Linked DNA regions of Rattus norvegicus: regions 1 and 2 are each linked to region 3. The links are chromatin contacts, called in public Hi-C maps. All regions are on one chromosome and are shown on one strand. Each heading gives the region's core, a stretch centred on a gene start, on an enhancer-like site or on the middle of the called end of the contact. The rest is flanking DNA. Distances are from core to core; before and after follow the strand shown.

Evidence for each region. Hi-C and Micro-C count contacts between places; a contact is called where the count stands out from the background.
Region 1: a contact with region 3 is called in a Hi-C map of kidney, with 2.0 times the contacts expected there. The contact joins the promoter of Xpo1 here to the enhancer-like site in region 3. A contact is called at or near these places in 3 of 12 Hi-C or Micro-C datasets (kidney and mammary epithelial cells).
Region 2: a contact with region 3 is called in a Hi-C map of liver, with 5 times the contacts expected there. The contact joins the promoter of Cct4 here to the enhancer-like site in region 3. A contact is called at or near these places in 6 of 12 Hi-C or Micro-C datasets (frontal cortex, hepatocytes, liver and 2 more).

Annotation. Positions count from the first base shown.
Region 1 is chr14:101,432,830-101,437,181 of GRCr8, reverse strand. Xpo1 (exportin 1) reads right to left here and starts at 2,732. Exons shown (of 24, transcript NM_053490.2): 1 at 1,956-2,732. LOC134481879 (a long non-coding RNA gene) reads left to right here and starts at 2,936. Exons shown (of 3, transcript XR_010057760.1): 1 at 2,936-3,408.
Region 2 is chr14:101,191,513-101,195,383 of GRCr8, reverse strand. It overlaps Cct4 (chaperonin containing TCP1 subunit 4), which reads right to left and starts at 2,327. Exons shown (of 14, transcript NM_182814.2): 1 at 2,067-2,327. The coding sequence starts at 2,193. It overlaps LOC134481877 (a long non-coding RNA gene), which reads left to right. Exons shown (of 2, transcript XR_010057758.1): 2 at 1-3,871.
Region 3 is chr14:101,314,916-101,319,117 of GRCr8, reverse strand. No RefSeq gene overlaps it. Among named protein-coding and RNA genes, the nearest start is that of Rpl27al4, 62 kb to the right of the region's middle. Within about 2 kb of position 1,922, at least 68 of the 93 cell types and tissues checked have an H3K27ac peak or open chromatin away from gene starts, as enhancers often do. A contact at or near this core is called in hepatocytes, kidney and liver, where this site is marked.

The sequences.
Region 1 (4,352 bases), core at 1,483-3,982, 120 kb before region 3:
CACTAATCTGTAACTCGGGTTCCAGGTTTTCTGACACCTCCAGACATACACATAGGCTAAACAGCAGCGAACATAAAGTAAAAATAAATTATACATTAAAAATTAAAGAAAGCACTTGGGGGACGATTAACTCCAAGGCCAGCAGCCTCATTTATATAAAGTTCAAAACCCCAACAAGCATAACTCTCCTTAAGAGATGAATGGTCTAAGACATCTGCAACCCCAGAAGAGAAGGAATCACAGACTGGGACAGTGAGACCCTGTCTTAGAAAGGGGAAACGATCAAACACTAATGTACAGGACAAAGTAAACCCCACAGACACATGGCTATACTTTCCAATGCCTTCAAGTGTCAGAACTTCTACAGATTAAAACAGAAATTTCCACTTTACAGTTAGAAACTGCACCCAGCTTGTCTCAGACACTATCACAATTTATAGGGATTTTTAAAAGTAATAAATGATTAAATGTTTAGTCAAGTGCCCCTACACCTAAGTTTCATTTTTCAGGTTGGCCTTCTCTAAGAATTCAGATACTAGACTCATGTGGGGGAAGGGGTGCAATCTAAATACAGTTGCTGGCCTTTCTCAGAACTACTGGTTATCTTCCAAAATGACCTACCTATTCTTCAACTATAGGTAATCCAGAAATGGCGGCTCTGGTCAATGCCGAGCACATTTAGCAGCCCCAATCAAAGAGCTTCCAAATATTCTTTCCTTTATCAGCAATGACCCCCCCTCCGCCCCGCTTAATATACATAATCATGCACTAAGTAATAATGCAGCTATGGAGGGAGTGTTCACTTTCTCAATGGTTCACCTTTCTCATTGGTGTCCTCCACTCCCAAAAATGCACTCACAGTAGGGAACCACTGAGACTCTACAAGTGAGTATCCATATACCTTCAATGGCACAGCAAGCAGCAACACACTAACTACCAGTTGCCATCTAAAAGGTAAGTTCACATGAAGTCAAAAAACAAGACGCTACAAAAGACTGTTACTCGGTGTGTGGGCAATCGCCTGCTTCATTCAGTAAGAAACACACGCCTCACTAGGAAGGGCCCGCCCTCCCCTGGCTTCCCACCCGAACGACTCTCAGCACTTCTAACTATAGCTCACAGGAGCACGCATTCACCCCGCCCATACTCGGAGGAGGCATTTAGACCCGGCGCCTTAAGTTCACCGCCCTATTCTCTCTGCAGCATGTCCTCTGAGTGATCCGAGGTCCCGCCTCGGCGAGTATTCAGTGCATCCTCTACAACCACCACTTCCTCTCCTCCACCCCAAACTCAAGAAACCAGAAGGAGAATCAGGGAGGGCATCATTCACTATGTTCGCGGTTCCACCAACAAGACATGTAAGCCCCGGGCGAAAAAAAATCCTATAACACGGAACCTCACTTGCAGATCCCCGAAAAGAGAAATTAACTCGGTTTTTTTCTACTTCTTGTTACACACACACAGACACACTCACAAAACCAACAACAACAACAAAAATTCACCCACAAGGCTTTCGAGTTTCTTCACAGAAGAAGGGACTCGGTAGCCCCTCCCTCCCCCATCCCAAGCTCTCCACCGAGGGGGCCACGTGATGCAGGCGGACGTTTCAATGCTGCTGCACTAAATATTTCTGGAAACTTCCACTCCTAATAATTTACAGAGACGTTCCTGAAATCACCCCAACTCTCCCCAGCCCTTTGGACTGGGGAAGCCCTTCCACCCACGCGCAGGGGCTCAGACTCACTACCACGCTCCTCGCCTTCCTCCACCGCCACCCGCACACGCCGATGACCCAGCAAGCACTCCCCTCCCGCGGCCGCCTCCCCGCCTCCATCACCGAGCGACAGAAGCGCTTCCATTCAATCGCAGGCTCTGCCGAGGGCCCCGCGCCCGCCGCGCCTCATGCCCGCCGCGCCGCCGCCCGACCCTCGGCCCCGAGCACACGACCGACTTACCCAGAAATTCAACCAACTGCTTCTTCCTTCCTTGTCCGGGCTTGGGGCGAGGGAAGGTGGGGAGGAGGGAGAGGGGAGGAAATCAAGGTGGGTTTCACAGTTTTCCCACCTTAAAAAAAAAAAGAAATTAAAAAGCAGAGAAGGGCAAAAAAAAAAAAAAGCTCAATATTTACTATTCCAGGGACAACTCCACCCAACACACACGCACACACACACGCGCGCACGCACACACACGCGCCCCACCAAAAAGGGGAATTAATCCGAGGAATAAATGCTCCCGCCCGGCTGGGGAGAGGGAAGAACGGGGGAGGGGAGCGGGCCGGTCCGTGAGACGGAGCTCAGGACCCTCCAGCCACAGGCGGCGGCGGGAGCAGCAGCGCGAGTCCGTACGGCCAGGGCCGCTCTGCCGCCAGTTGCAGTCCGGCTCCCCCGACCACACAGGGTTCCCTCGCTCACGCCGCTCCGGCGCCGGCCCCCCCAACCCGGGCTAGCCTAAACTTTCCCCCCTTCGCGTGCTCCTCAGCGACTGGTGGCTCCCCCCTCCCCCTCGGGATGGTTGCACGACTGCTGCAGCAAAGGCTGGAACAGGTACGGCTGCCGGGGCTGTAGCTACTGTTGCTCTTGCTGATGCTGAAGCTCCCGCTGCTCCTGCCGCGGCCGCTGCAGCCGCTTCTCCCCCTCCTCCTAGTGCCTCAAACTCGGAACCGGTTGAAACCGGTTCAGACTGGGAGATTCCATCTCGGTTGAGTTTTCAGCCCATGGCGCCGCGGAGCGTTTGGAACCTGGGCCTCCGCCCCCAGGCCGCGCGCCCATTGGTCGGCCCCGGCCACAGCCGTGTCATCAGCCTACCTCCTATTGGTCCGAGCGCCCGTCAGTTCTACCTCAAGGCTCCACACGAGCCTGCCGCTTAGGCCCCCGCCTCTTTCCAGCAGTGATTTGCCCGCAGAGTGGGGGAGGGGAGGCGGGGCGGGACGCAAAGGAGTGAGGGGGGGTGGAGGAAGAGAAGGTGGGACGTAGAACAGAACCCAGCAAAGAGGAGAGCGGAGAAGCCTCACGGGGGATTGGCTGGAGTCAGCTGTCAGTCAAGTGCAGCCCGCCTTCGACATCCCTTCCCCCTCGCGTGGCTCCCCCTCTCCGTCCCTCGCTTGTAAGCCCGGCCTTTTCGGCTCGCCCATTGGCTGGGCTCCTTTGGTGACGAAGAGGGTGGGGTTCGCCCGTGAGCTGAAGGAGGCGCGAGTTTGAGCGCCGCGCGCGCGCCGCTCTCCTCTCTGCTTTTCCCCGTTCCCTGGCGGCCCGCCCCCTCGGGCTCCCGCCAACCTCAGGGGCCTCGGCCTAGGGCCCCAGCACCCGCCCCTCGGATGGGGTCTGTGCTCGCAAAAGGGAGGGCACGCCCTGTTTCTACATCGAGATAGGCGGAGGCGAAGGACCGCAACGAACACATAGGTGGCAGATGGTAGGCCCTGGGCCTTGGATCCATTGTAAAGACCTGGGTTTGGACACTGCAGTTGGGGACGGGAATAACACGGGCAGAGGCTGGCATAAACTGTGGGGAGTGCAGTTTTGGCGCCTCATGGTCTCGGAGTCCTAGAAACGGTTAGTTACTGGGCAAACCTCCTTAGAAATTTAACTCTCTCCCCAGACTTGCTTCAACAAGAAGTTAATTTCAGTCCTAAAAACACTGAAAGCCCTTTTACCAACTTAACAGTGCATATAGACTGACCTTGTGTCAACTTATTTCAACTTGGTGCCCTTAATGTCCGTCGCCCAGAGGTTAACAAATGGCTCCCAAGTGCCAGGTCAGTTTTACTGATTAGGCTTGCTTAAGACAACCAGCAGTTGGGTGGTGGTGACACACACTGGGAGGCAGAGGCAGGCACATCTCTTGAGTTGAAACACAGCCTGGACTATAGGGAGAGCTCCAGGACAGACCAGTTGACCTGGCATAATGGCACAGGCCTGTACTCCCAGCACTTGGGAGGAGGTGACAGGAAGATTAGGGATGTAAAGCCATCCTCAGCTACAGAATAAATTAAGTGTCAGCTGGAGTCAGAAGATGCTATCCCTATACACAGAAACAAATGTTCGGAACACAAATCTGACTCGTTAAAATCTGTTCTACCCCCATGAATAGGGATATGGAGATGTAAAAAAACGGAGTCTGATACCTGAATTCAATAGGTATGGGAGACGTTATGTGCAATGCTCCATTGAATACAACATATAGCCCCACGAGGAAGTTATTTTTTACACAACATTTCTGCCCCGGAATACACATACAACCTCATACTACCCTATATTGTTTTCGTTTGTTTGGGTCAGGGGCCGCTTGGCACAGCTCAAGTGTGGAAATCAGAGCACCTTATTGAGTTAATTCGTCAGTTCCTTTTTCTCTTTTGA
Region 2 (3,871 bases), core at 1,078-3,577, 120 kb after region 3:
AAACATAATCCGCTGAGAACACACATGTGGGACCCATAGTCTAATAATTCGTCTATGTCTCTTAACTAGTATGCTTTTGCCCACATCAGGTAAAGAATAATTTAACAGATATACCTCGTATAATACTAATATTTTACATATGTCATGACTTTGGTCTAGCAGTCATAATCAAAGTTTCAGATGATTTTAGTGGACCTGTTTCAAGATATTCACTACTCCAAAAAATACCGTATTTCAGACTCTACATTTCTAGAAGGTCTGTAAGACAAGCTAGTGACTGTTAAATGGTTCACACTGAGCTAGCAGTATTTTCTGTCTGTGAAGTCTTCCTCACCATTAAGCAAGTACCACTGTCTTTTTTTCAGAGGGGACGGATAACTCCAAAATGAACTAAACTCCAGCTGTATCTGGAAGAAGCCTTTCTTACTCCCTAGGGTTTTGTTCTAACTTGGAAAAACTAGTTTGCCCTTTGCTCTTTTAGTAACTAGATAGCTTTACAGGCAATTTGGTAACCAATCCTTCCTACGTGCACGACTCCTGTCCTGTTTTAATTTTTGTGCTTTTGACAGGTGCTGGATAGTTTATATCAAGTTGACCCAAGCAAACTAAAGTCATCTCAGAGGAGGGAATCTTGATTAAGAAAAAGTCAATTGCAGGCAAGCTTGTAGGGCATGTTCTTAGTGATTGAGGGGAAGAGTTCAGTCTATAGTGGGTGGGTGGGGCTATCCCTAGGCTGGTGGTCCTGGGCTGGTAAGAAAGCAGGTTGAAGGGCTGGAGATGATGGCTCAGCAGATGGATAAGAGCACTGGCTGCTCTTCCAGAGTTCCTGAGTTCAATTCCCAGCACCCAGCAACCATATATAACCACGGTCCTGTGGGATCCAATCCTTCTGGTGTGCAAATATACAGACGAAACACCCATATACATAAATTACATAAATAAATCCATCTTTAAAAAAGGTTACTCTGTAATCTGTTTTTTCACAGTAATAGAAACCCTAGCAAAGATGGCTGCCTGAAGTAAAAACATCCCATTTTGTATATAGCATACACTCTTTGGTCACTCAATCGGCTCGATTTTTCAACATCCCAATAACTCCACCACCACATACATAATTAATGAACCCAATAAATTTCTAGGTGTCAGGTATTCACTCCAAACTTCCAAAAGACTCTTCGACCGACCACCTTGCCAACTTCTCCAACTCCTTAAGGTCCACCCTGCACCCTCACAGCACCAACACACTGCGGTCACCTGGGCTGGTTGACTGCAATACTCCCAAGGTTTACTTCGTACAGGTTCACATTTAATTCTCCCAGCAACCCTGCAAATAAACTGTTCCCTCACCCAACTTACAGCTTTATTGAAAATAAAGCCAATGATTCCCTGGGTTCCAGGACTTTCCAAAGACAGGACAGCAATTTCACTTCTCGAATCATGCATCTTTTTCTCCAACCCAAATAAACCCTGGCAATATCTCTAAAAGCTTTGTTCTTAATTTTCCTTCCATATTTTTTTTTCTTCTCCAGTTCGGTTTCTCTAAATGTTCACAATTACAGAAAGCAAAGATTTATCTTCCCCGGACTGATAGTAAGGGAACTTTGGTTCAGAGGTCAAAAACATGAAATAACACATGCAGAGAATAAAACTCAGGCCTGTCTGTTTTTCATCATGTTCCCCACGTGCAGGTTAAGTGGAATTTATGCTGTCTATCCACGGAACCAAAAAAGAAAGTTCATTTAACTATGCCGTCTACCACTAGGTTTAACGAACAGCCAAGCTTTAGTTCTGAAGCGTCAGATCTCAAGGATCATTGCATTTCAGCATCTTATACCATCCGTTGTCCGCACCAACGTGACGAACACCGCCCAAGCCCGCAGGGGATGAACTAGGGAGCACCGCGACCCACAATGGGGCGTGTCCGAGGCCTCCACGCCGGAGTACTCAGTAGAAAGCTGCGCCCACCGGACGAGACCACCTCTGAAGGAACACAACCCACCCAAGGCTAAGGTCACAGTGAGAGGCTGGGCCGTATTGCCGCTAGGCGGGCCGGCGAGGGGTGATACCTTTGGCCGCGGAAATGTTGCTGAAGCGGATCTGGGCCGGTTTGTCGCGGTCCTGGTAGGCGCCTTTCCCGCGGTTGCCCGGCCCCGCTGCGGGCGGCCCGCTTCGGGAAGCTACGTTCTCCGGCATGGCGACTTTGATGGCGTCTGCGCGGGTTCAGGAGGACCGATGGACACGGATTCCGGCCTGCTGTGGAGTAACGGTCTCCCTGGCCGCCGCCTCCACGAACCTTCCAGAAAGCGACGCCGGGAGAGAAGGCGGAAGCCGAAGAAGGGGCCTGCGGTGGTGCCGGCGCAGATATGACGTCAGGGGCTGTCCGCCGCACGCCGGCCGCGGAGCTCGCGCGCGGAGATCCCGGGAGCGGACAGTCAACCGGTCCCTGTGCCTGGGCGCTGAGATGGAGCGGGAGGTTTTAAAGGCGTGACAGGTGCCATTCTATGTAGACCGGAGCCACTCGCTCCTGCTAGTCATGTTGACGAAGCCGTGACAGCCCTGGCTTTGTTCCGGAGTGGGTGTGGCGCAGCCGGCATTTTCCAGACATCTATATCAAAATTCTAAATTTTATTCCTAGTTTATTCACTTTGCAAAGGTGTTGGAGGAAAAATTTGCCATGAATAAGTTTCTTCCCTTGTGTATATATTTTTTGCCTGCCTAGGGGTTTAAATACACTGGTCAAATGGCACAGAATCTTAATAGTTGTGGAGCTGTGACTGCCTGCCAAATCCAGTCTGCCTTCTAGTTACGACCTCTTCCATAAACGTAGCCACTGACTCTTAGGGAACATAAACATAGTAATAACTGATTAGTAGTTATCTGCTGAACAAAGTGTGAAGCCTTTACACCCTTTACCTTACCTATTCCTCCTCATAATCCCGTGAAATAGGTGCCATCGTCTTTGCTTTATGGATGATGGCACTAAAGCCCAGGGTCAACCACAGTAAGGCGATGGAATCTGTCTCTAGGTAAACTTCCAAGGTTTCTATAAGCACTATCATTGACTAGGGAAGTTTATATAGGTAATACCTGTTCACTAGTAGTTCACAGTTAATCATTGAGAACCCATAAGGTGCCACATGCCTGCAGTAGGTTAAGGAAAAATTGTTTTATGGACTTAGTCCTGTGATCACGAGGAGCTTTGACACGAACTCAGGCTATTAAGACTAAGATGAAGTTTTCAAGTCCTCCCCCACTGCACCACCCCCTCCATCCGGGGGATACATCTTTTTCAAAGACTAGTTTACCCCTCCCTCACAGTACATAAACATTCTATGGCAGTTGAGACAACTGGTTTATATGAAAAGAACAGGTGCTGGTACTGTGGTGGTTTGAGATGACCCCCCCCCACCCCCAGTTTCAGACAAATACTTGGTTCCCAGTGGGTAGCTCTGATCAGAGAAGCTTAGAAGGTGTAGTCTTGCTGGAGTAAGTGTATCACTGGGGACAGAATTTGTTTCAAAAGTTGCCAGGCATTCCCAGCTGCTTCCTGTTCACAATTTGAGATGTGAGCTGCCCCTGCCCCATGTTTTCCCTGCAGTTCAAGTGTAAGTCCTGGAACCATAACACCCCCACCCCCCCAAAAATCTTCCTTCTATAAATTGCCTTCGTCGACATGTGTTTGTTTTTGTTTTCGAGATAAGGTTTCTCTGTGTAGCCTTGACTGTCCTGGAACTAACTCTCTGTAGACCAGGCTGACCTGAAACTCACAGCTATCCACCTGCCTCAGCTTTCCAAGTGCTGGGATTAAAGGCCTGTGTCACCGCCACCCGGCATAGTCATGGTGATTTAGCGTTTTATCACAGCAATAGAG
Region 3 (4,202 bases), core at 673-3,172:
TGGGATTCCATGTGTTTCACTAAGCACCGTGAGGTAGACGTGAAGAGCTGCAGGTCCTGCTGGAGTGGTGGGAGGAACTCAATAGTTTGACAACTCGAAGGGATTCTTGTTGGTCAGCCTAACAGCCTGGAACTCAGTCTGTGCACCAGGCTGGCTTTGAACTCAGAGTCCTCTGCCTCCCTAGCACCAGGGTTTAAGGCGTGCATCACCACCACCTATGAGGTGGTGATTTAAGAGTCCCTCTGTGTTCTCTTGAAAACTGGTCATTTGTGTTTTGCCGAACAGTTTCGGATTTTTTTTTTTCTTTTTTTCGGAGCTGGGGACCGAACCCAGGGCCTTGCGCTTCCTAGGCAAGCGCTCTACCACTGAGCTAAATCCCCAACCCCTCGGATGTTTTTACAAACGGAGTGAGGTGACACGCCTGGCGATTTCAGCACTCAGAATGTTGAGACATGAGGCTCAAGAGTTCTAAGCCAGCCTTGGCTATCTAGAGAGAGCCTGTCTCAACCAAAACCAAACCCTGCTTTAGAAGACACCTCTAAAATACTTCTTGGGAAAATCTGAGAGCACTTCCTCAGTGCTGACAAACACTGACTTTACATAGAGGCTTTCTCCCACTTTACACATGATCAATTCATCCAAATAAAGAGATTCATGAATCCACCCAGTATTTTCTCTGACTGTCCAAGGGAGACGTTACTCAGGCATTTAGTTACTCTAGATACAAAAAGCTTCCAGATTAGGAATCTGGGTTAACGGAGATCTTGGTTTTAATTCCACCTCTGCTCCCAAAGCATTCTGGGCACCAGGAACTTTCTGAGCCGCAAGGCTGCTTGCTGGAGGCAAGAGGATTGGATGGAAATGATTGGAACCTTCTTCCAGCTGGGCTGGCCCGCGCTGCTTATCGGGAAGCACATTTAGCAGCGACAAATGACATAAATCGGGCTGAACGTCAAGAGCTGGTTAATGCCTGCATTGCAGTGGCTCAGATAGATACTGAAATGAGGTTCAAGCTCCATGGACTTAAATCATGGTAACCCTTCAGCTGAATGACTGAGAGAGCTCTCACAGGGTTGAGTAAAGCCCCCTTATTTATAGAATTTGAGAAGGAAAGTGACAGAGCAGATGCCCTGAAATTTGCCTAAGCAACTGCTGGGAACAGCGGGAATGGTAGGACCTTAGCCGGAGTCTACGTTCCAAGTGCTCCATTTCCCTGCACACGCCCTGTGCTGTATGTAAATTAAGTACTGTGTGCCTGACAGGAGCAAGGAGGACACAGAGCCCTTCAAGGTCTCTAACGTCCTCTGCCTCTTCCCTTTCAATTTCTTTCACAGTTCCTGTTTTCTTTTCCCGATCTTGTCCCTCCAGAAGTCGTATGGCGTGTATAGATGCTCGTAAACATCCCAAGGACAATACTAGGCTGTGAGAAAGGTCACAGCCCTTGCTGCCAAGGGACACAGCCCAGCTGGCTGCGGTAGTGGAAATTTACAAACGATGAAGGTGCACTGTCACTTTAAGGGCCGCTCCTCCGTGGGGACTTTAAACTGTGTAGTAACCCTTGTAGAGAAAAAGTGCTTAATTCTTCGCCTTTCTGGAAAGAGCTCTATTGATCAAACTTGTTGAAAGTTAATAGTTAATTCTACACACTGTTACAGTGTACTTTGGGTCGTCAGATCTCGGTTTTTTTTTTTTTTTTTTTTTTTTTTTTTTTTTTTTTACTGTTGTGAAATCCCAGCTATGCGATTATCCCAGACCTAAGCTTAACCTATGTCAGTCTAAAATTCTAAGAATTGTTTCTCCCGATTATGAGACTCAGTGCGTATGTTATGGAAAACACACATCGAATGACTGTTTTGAAAGATCTAGGCAAAGGGTCATGACAACAACTTGCTACTTAGTGCAAACTCCCTGAACTAATCTCCGGGGAAAAGCTTAAAGTGACGTAATTGCTGGGACTCATTGTCAGGAGCAAACACCAGGCAGCTACAAACTTGTCTAATTAATTCCTGCACTCTCCTCAAATACAAATTAGCACCAAGTAGCATTTTTGTGACTTGAAGGTAGTTGCCCAGATGGCTGAGGACTTCCTTTCACTGTATGATTTAAGTGAAGATTTACATATAGAACCTAAGAAACTGGATACATAATTGGAAACAAACACTTTGTTTTACAGAAAAGACAAGATCCAGAGTAAATACTGGCAAGAGAGACACAAGTAACAGTAGGAGCTCACTGTGTTCCACTATGGGACAACAGGCATCTCCCCAGCAAGGGCCACAACTCAATCCAGATGGGAAACAAGCCGCAGGAAACTCAGGCACCCTGGGAAGATTGGCAGTGTTCTGACTAACGTGGTTGAGGGAAACAGTCTTGTTAAAGAAAAGCAGAGCCGGAGGGGTGAAAAGCATTGGGTGGGATTGGCTAAAGGGGAGGTTGGAATTTTGGAGAATTAATTTAAAATGTGTGTATCTGTTTAACCACAGCACTCGGGAGACAGAGGCAGGCTGATCTCTGAGCTCTAGGACAGTCTGAGCTACACAGTAAAACTCCATTTCAAAAGAAGAAGAGAAAGAAGAGGAGGAGGAAGAGGAGGAGGAAGAAAATTTGTTTTGCCCTTTTGTTCTGAGGAAGATTCTCACTCAATCTGTGGTCCACGCTGGCCTGGCTCATGGCAATCCTCCTGTTCTCACCTCCCAGAAGCTGCGGTCCAGGTGTGAGTCACACACCGATCTGTCTTTCACTTTAGGGTCTTTTTTTTTTTTTTTTTTATATTGAAACACACACACACACACACACACATTTACACAGTTACAAACATTTGTACTATGAAGATCAGTGAAAATATTGGGTTGAATATTTTTTTCTCAGGCATGGTCACGTGTAGCAGAGGATGCCCTGGGATTTCCGGTCGTTCTGTCTCTGCTTCCGGAGTTTGGGGATTACAGAAGGCGCCACATCTGGATTGTGTGGTGATGGATTCAGGGCTTTGGGCATCAGGTGGGCGGTCTCCCAGCGGAGCCACACTGAACCTTAGTTTTGTCTTTTCTGCAACCCTAGAGAGAATCAATATTCAAGAAAATTGGTATTGCTATAATTTAGATTGCTGAACTGCTTTCTTTTTTCTTAAAGATTAATTTATTTGGGGTTGGGGATTTAGCTCAGTGGTAGAGAACTTGCCTAGCAAGCGCGAGGCCCTGGGTTCGGTCCCCAGCTCCGAAAAAAAGAAAAAAAATTAATTTATTTATTTTTATTTTATGCATATGAGTACACTGTAGCTGTCTTCAGACACACCAGAAGAGGGCATAGGATCCCATTACAGATGGTTGTGAGCCACCATGTGGTTGCTGGGAATTGAACTCAGGACCTTTGGAAGAGCAGTCAGAGCTCTGAACTGTTAAGCCATCTCTCCAGCCCTAAACTGCTTTCCAAAAGCGCCTAGTAGGACCTACTAAAGGTGACTGCATTCAGTCTTTCACTTTCTCACATATCTGCCAATATTGACTAATCTCATTGTCTGAAATCTTTGCTAGTCTCATAGAAGAAAGAACTTCATTCTCTAAGTTCTTTCTATTTTGTTATGACCTCCATTCCTTGTCAGCTACCCACCCCACCCCAGTGCTGGGAATGGAGTGCAGGGCCTCAGTGCTAAGCAAGCACCCTATCACTGTGTTACATCCTCAGCCCTAATGTTGCTCTTTGGTTTTTAGAGACAAGGTTTCTCTGTGTAGCCTTAGCTCCCCTGGAATTTGATCTGTAGACCAGGCTGGCCTCGAACTCACTGAGATCTGCCTGGAGTGCTGGATTAGAGGTGTGTGCCACCACTGCTTAGCCCTGCCAAACTCTGCTCTTAAAGAGGAAGCTGGTGGGTTCCTGTCTGTGTTAGGATGCGTGCTGTAGGACCATATTCTGAGAGCATATAGAGAAAAGGCTGAGAGGACGACTACCAAGTCCATCGTATTGCTAGAAAACCATCACACGCCAGGCGAGAGCTGAGGATGCCTTACTTAGTGCCGGGCGTGTGCACAGATGCCGATGTGGAGTGCACGGTCTGTGGAAGCACAAACTTGTTTCCAAGGTGAAAGTAAGGAAGCAGTGAAGATCACTCTGTGAGTGTTCATCGCCTTTCTGTACTTTGTCTTTGTGTGTGTGTGTGTGTGTGTGTGTGTGTGTTGTGTATGTGTGTGCGCATGTGGTGTATGTGT